Regions from separate parts of the Gossypium arboreum genome. Here region 2 is linked to region 1. Evidence: chromatin contacts called from public Hi-C data. All regions are on one chromosome and are shown on one strand. Each heading gives the region's core, a stretch centred on a gene start, on an enhancer-like site or on the middle of the called end of the contact. The rest is flanking DNA. Distances are from core to core; before and after follow the strand shown.

Evidence for each region. A called contact is a pair of places that touch in the nucleus more often than the background predicts.
Region 2: a contact with region 1 is called in a Hi-C map of leaf, with 2.1 times the contacts expected there. The contact joins two enhancer-like sites. A contact is called at or near these places in 2 of 5 Hi-C or Micro-C datasets (both in leaf).

What each region holds. Positions count from the first base shown.
Region 1 is chr10:111,959,551-111,962,728 of ASM2569848v2, forward strand. No RefSeq gene overlaps it. Among protein-coding and RNA genes, the nearest start is that of LOC108489587, 31 kb to the left of the region's middle. Within about 2 kb of position 1,406, at least 2 of the 2 cell types and tissues checked have an H3K27ac peak or open chromatin away from gene starts, as enhancers often do. A contact at or near this core is called in leaf, where this site is marked.
Region 2 is chr10:112,027,510-112,030,578 of ASM2569848v2, forward strand. No RefSeq gene overlaps it. Among protein-coding and RNA genes, the nearest start is that of LOC108488813, 34 kb to the left of the region's middle. Within about 2 kb of position 1,577, at least 1 of the 2 cell types and tissues checked has an H3K27ac peak or open chromatin away from gene starts, as enhancers often do. A contact at or near this core is called in leaf, where this site is marked.

The sequences.
Region 1 (3,178 bases), core at 156-2,655:
GGCGTAACGAGGGTGCTAACCCTTCCTCGTGCGTAACTGACTCCCGAACCTATTTTTTGGATTTTGTATACCAAAAATCATTGTTTTATTAAATCAAATATTTTATTAAAACAATCAAATTATGAGGTGACTTGATCACACTTCATAAAAAATAATTGGTGGCGACTCCTATTTTCATTTTTTTTAAAAAAAAACAAAGTCGATCTAAAAAAATTGGTTTCGACAGATTCTGCATATATGATTCAACAAGGTTAAAATATGCAATAGGTCTCTATACTCTTCACAAATTGAGCATTGTACTTTTATTTCTAAGAATTTAAGTCCTCTACTTGTTTAGATTTCAAAATTCAGGTCAATTTATTAATACTGTTTTTTTTTTTGCTAAATTAGTTGACATAACATTTTGAAATAAAAAAAAATTCACTTGGTAATACTGTAACTACAAAATAACATTGTAATGAACCTAAAGTTCACAAATAATTTTAACAGTGTTAATAGTTAGACTTAAATTTTAAAATTTAAAAGTTATAAGATTATGAAAAATATATCAGATTATGATATACCTAAACCATTCAAAAAATATAAAGAAACTCTAGTATTTGTGAATGTCGAAATATCTTCTAAAAATAAATTTGTGGATACTTGTGATGAAAGATCTATTAAAAACTATAATATCAGAGACACCAAGTGGCGATATTTTGAAGAAAGAAATTGTTTTGGTTGCCTCTGTTTTCTTTTTAGGCACGTGAGGAAGCAATGTCTTATATCTCCGCGGTTTTTTCTACTCGTGTACTGTTGGACGGATCTCGCACGCACAAAACGTGTGAGAAGTGGTCCACACGCTCCGCTGAAAGTCATTTGTCTTTTGTTAAAGACATTTCCATTTTATTTTGGTCAAGTTATTAGTTGTTATATTAGGGGTAAATTATTAATTTAACTTTTTATATTCTAATTTATTTATATTTAGAGTTTATATTTTTAGAATTTTGAAATTTGATTCCTATTAAATTTATCAGGTTAAATTTTGTTATTTTCAAAATTTTATGTAAAAAATTAGATTAATTATAAAAATAATTACTTATGTATTGTTTAAATTACATTTTCGTCACGAACTTTAATTTGTTACATTTTTATCTATCGAATCACATCCGGCGATTCGTGTTACGAATCAATTCCCCTTTTATTCTTTCGCCGAGTAGTAATGTTAAGGGAAGCTCCCCAAGTAGGATTTGAACCTACTTGAGAATCTTTCGTCTATCCTAGAAGTTGACAATAAAAAATGAATAGCAGTAGCCTAAGTAATAGCATCAAAACGCCCAGAAGTTACTTTTGGATCTTTTTCGGGAAAATTCTCCGAAGGTTCAAGGTCGGCGACTCGTAGAATATCTCCTTTCGGCTTGAAAGAGCAGCACACCGGGGCTCAAAAAAGGAAAGAATCATTAGTCCAGAGGCAATGCAAACTGAGGTTTATTAACAATGTTATCAATTTGTAACATTTTGACCATTGTATCGATATTCACATTAAAATCTGACGTAACCCAAATTATATCATTAAATACTAACATATCATCCACGTCATTACCATTACTAATAAATCCATCTATGAATATCATCCATGCTTTTGAGAAGAAAATCAAAATTAAAACCACAGAATGTAATGCAAAAACTCAAAAGAAAAGGGAAAAGGAAAGTGTCACTTTCAAGTCTTGTTTTATTTCTGTTTGTGCTAATTTTTTTTTGTGGCTATAAGAAAAGTGGTTTTGAGGCGTATAAATAGGGAAGTAATGAGATGTGAGTCAGATTGAGAGGCAGGGTTGGGATAAGGCCGTTGCCCCTTATCTCTAACTTCAAAACATCCATTACCAATTGAATACTAATGATTTTGGTGATCCAACTTGAAAGTTTCGGGAGGAGAATTGCAATTATGGGCCTAAATTTCTTGATAGCTCATATCAATAAAATTGGACCTTCAATTCCTTAGACATTCATCCTACCATCTCCAATTATTGATATGGATTATGGAAAATCACCCAAATTGTGTAACAACTACACATGCAAATGAAAATTGCTAGCTTAAAATTTGATTCGATTTTTAATTTAATCAAAACTTTATCGATTTTCGAAAAATTAAATATATAAAGAAAGCCTAATGCAATATGTGTAAAATAGATAATATTCTAGTTGCTTACTACTAAATCATTAGCTTGAAGTACAAAATAGATTAAAATATAAGTTGTTATTTGGACCAATATGTAATGTTTTTCTTGGTGTTTTCTTATTTCTAAAAGGTATAAATAAAAATAATTGAGTCTTAATTCAATTGTATGTATATTATTGTTAATGTAGGAGGAAGTGGGTTCGAGTATGCTGAAGCGTATTATACTTCTATTTTTGTGTTGGAGAGGGGTTATGAGTAGTTCTAAGTATTATGTCGAAAAGAACAGATATGATTAAAACCTAAAATAAAATTATTCAAAACAAATGCAAATAAAAACGATCAAGGATCACATTAACTATTTTTGTTAATACATGACTTGTGTCTAATTGCCATTCTTTGAATTTTTTAAAAAATTATACAATATTTGAAATCAAATTTTAAAATTTTTAAAACAAAAATAAAATAAAATAAAATCAATCTAAAATTTCAATAAACAATAACTCAGAATATAAAAAATAAAAACATATAAATTTACAAAAATATGTTTAAAAATTAAAATATTGATTGAAAATGAAAAGAAATTAAAATTTTCCAAAATTTTAAAATGCTACAAATAAATTTCAAAATAATCCTCAAAAATAAAATATATATATATATAAAAAATTCCAAAAATTATTAAAATTTACAAAAATAAAAAAAAGTAAACTACATAAATATTAAAAGAGATTGTAAATTTCTTCAAAAAAATAAGAGCTATAACCTTTTCTTTCTTTTTTTCAAATTTTGGTAAAAAGTACGAAAAATTATGCAAAAGAAAATATGTTTTGACAAAATTTTGATAAATGACAAAGTAACACGTTTTAATTTTAATAATAATTTAAATTAACAATTTATCAAAATATCTAAAGAAAGACTAAAATCCAATAAAACATAAATTAAAAAAAGTAAAATATTAAATAGAAAACAAACAAGTTCATAAAAATAGGAATATTAGAAATTTCCATTTCCAAAAAATAATTA
Region 2 (3,069 bases), core at 327-2,826, 68 kb after region 1:
TTTTGTGAGTAATATATGAAAATAACAAATAGATATAGTATTACACATGTGATAATATATTTGATACATTAAATTTTAAAACAACAAAACTTAACTTAAGTATTTAATAGTTATCATTTTATTAGAATTAAAATTTTCATATTCTAAAAATATAGGGATTAAAATGACCAAATTAAAATACAGTCACTAAATCTACAATTTACATAAAGTATAAGATCTAATAACATAATTTAATTTATTATTTTTGGATGATGGTACAACTTTTCCAATAAAAGATTGAAAATTAAGGCTTTGAAATTTATATCAATCCATTGTATCTTTGATAACAGATGTACAAATCAGCAAATAAATCAGTAGGAAAATTTGGAGGCTGGTCGTCGAAAAATATAGTTAGATATAATGGCATAAAAGTTTCAGAAAATGGATCTCTAACCATATTAATATCTATATCAGAGAGATAATTATATTAGCTAATTAAGTATATAAGTTGAGAGACCCTTAAGTGAAGGAGAAAACCCAATCTTGCATAACTATAGCTATCTAGAAAGCAGCCATATATAGTTGAAAATTGTTGTTATTTATATAATTAACTTACTTTCCAGTTTGTTTGCCATTAAAGAACACAATTGTAGCCAAAGCTATCAACAACCATTTTCAATTTATTTAGTTGAGTATTTATTAACATTTTGATCATCATAAGAATTCAAATTCCACTAATAATCTAATTTGGTAATTGATCTATAAGTCTTACTTTCAACTCTTATAAGATTAATAGTATGCATTGATTTTAAATTAGAATTTAGCCTCTCCTCACTTAAATTTTATTTGATAAAATTCGTTTCAATTGATTGAGTAATTATTAGGAATTTAATAAATTTTAGGGTTTGAGTTTCTCTAAGATTCCAATTAACGAAAAAAACATGCCAGAGATCTTGACCTCCCTTATTTGTATATAAATTGATGATATGTTGTGAGGTTAGAGTAAGAGAACTTCCTCTCACCTAGTATGTATATAATCAACAGCACAGAGATTAAATATATTATGGGGTTTTTCTAAAAAGAATAGAAATAGCAATGGAACACACATATCTCGTGGGAAAAGAAAGGGTAAATGAAGGTGATAAACAAGGCATTAAACAAATCGTAAGTAATAGAATAGAAAATGATGTAAGGGGTGCATGCTTTCATTATCTTTTTGAGCTAAACATTAATGGAACTAAAAAAGCCGCCAAAGCAGCAAAGGAAAAGACGAGCACCAATGTCTCGTCTCATCGATGCACGCCTGCATTAATAAAATGGCTTTAAGCAATTTTAACAATATTAAACACTATTCTAAAACGTCTTTGTTCCCCGTACAGTGTTTCCCATTTTTTATTTTAAGTATTACGTAACTATGTTGGTTTCTAACTCTACAATAAATTTTTTCCATATAAGCTAATTAAAGACTTAAAAGCAGCGGCTGGTCATCAATAATAATATATAGGGGATGTTTCACACTGTTGCAGGTGGGGGAGATCAGATACGGTGGATGAAGTGGCGGCACCACGTGTTATGTCGACGGTGGCGGTGTTCATACACGTGTGGGTATCATTAAGACATTGTAACAGTGGGGACCAAATCCCCACTTTTAGGGGTAGGTGTGACCTTTGAAGAGGGGATGGGGCTCATTTCATTTGATCATCCCAAATCCAACAATTTTCTTTACTTAGATTTGGAGAAGAGATCCAATTATGTGAAGCTAGGTGGAGACTACACACTTCTTTCTCTTTACAGTTAATCCCTCCCCCATTTTTATGAGTAGGCAAAGTACAAGTTAACAACGACATGTTTACTCCTTATTGGATTTCCTTTATCATTCCATTGGCCAAATTCATATACTAGTATTCAATTTGTACATTTAGTTTATGAGTTGTCATTTGAAATATTTTATTATTAAAAAGTGACGTGGTATTAAAAAAATTGAATAGATTTATAATTTTATTTAAAATTTCAAACCAAATAATTAACCAAGAATTGGGGTTTAAAATATGATATTGGCATAAGATTTTTTGTTAGCGCGAATAATTAAATTCAAAATTTCAAGTCTTATCATATGCAATTCTCATATATAGATCTTCATCATATTATATATATACACGATGTATGAATTTTGTCTTATTCTTTATTTAATGCATTTTGTATTGATTTTATTTTAAGTTATAATTACTTAAAATATATATTTGTACCGCAAATATATTCTAAAAAATGTAGTAAAGAGATAAAACCATCATTTAACCCTAATCAAATAAATTTCAAAGAAGTGAGTCAAGATATGAGAATCTATTAGTTAACCGTCCATAAAGTATAAAGGTAAGTCTTCATGTGGAAAATTGACCACAATATATCACCATTGGAATGATCATTCATTTTCATTGGGTCATTTAGGACATATGTCTAAGAGGTGACCTATCATGGGGTAATATTATAATCCAATTTTAAAACTAAAAAGGATAATACTTTACTTGTATGATTACAAAAGGTGGATGAAGTTGACATACGATTTATAATGGAGATGTAACTACAGTAACTATCTGCATATAGCATACAAAAGAAGAAATAAAAGGCAACTTCAAGATTGTGATGTTTAGGGCATGGACTAAGGTTAGCGATATGGCTAAGAAACGATGGAACTCAAGTACCCCTCTAGTCCACATTTAATGGCTCCTCTTTCTTCAACTCCAAGCTGCTGGAAAAGGACATGCAATTTGATTTTTTTTATGTAAAAATATGTCATTAATCTTTGTACTCGAATTTAGTCCCCACATCTAAAAAGTTAAGAAGTTAGAAATAAAAATCTTTTTACTTTTGCAATTTAAAAATCCTAATTCAATCTTTAACCCATCAGTATTTTTTTGACCAATTATATATCACGTTCTAAGGAGGATAGTCTAATCAATATGTCACATTGACAAAGTTTAATGAAAAACACTAACAATGGTAATGAGTAGATTAAGATCTTTAAATCGAAAAAATAATTTTTTAATTTTTTTAAGCATAAGGACTAAATCTCAAATTTTATCAAAGTATAAA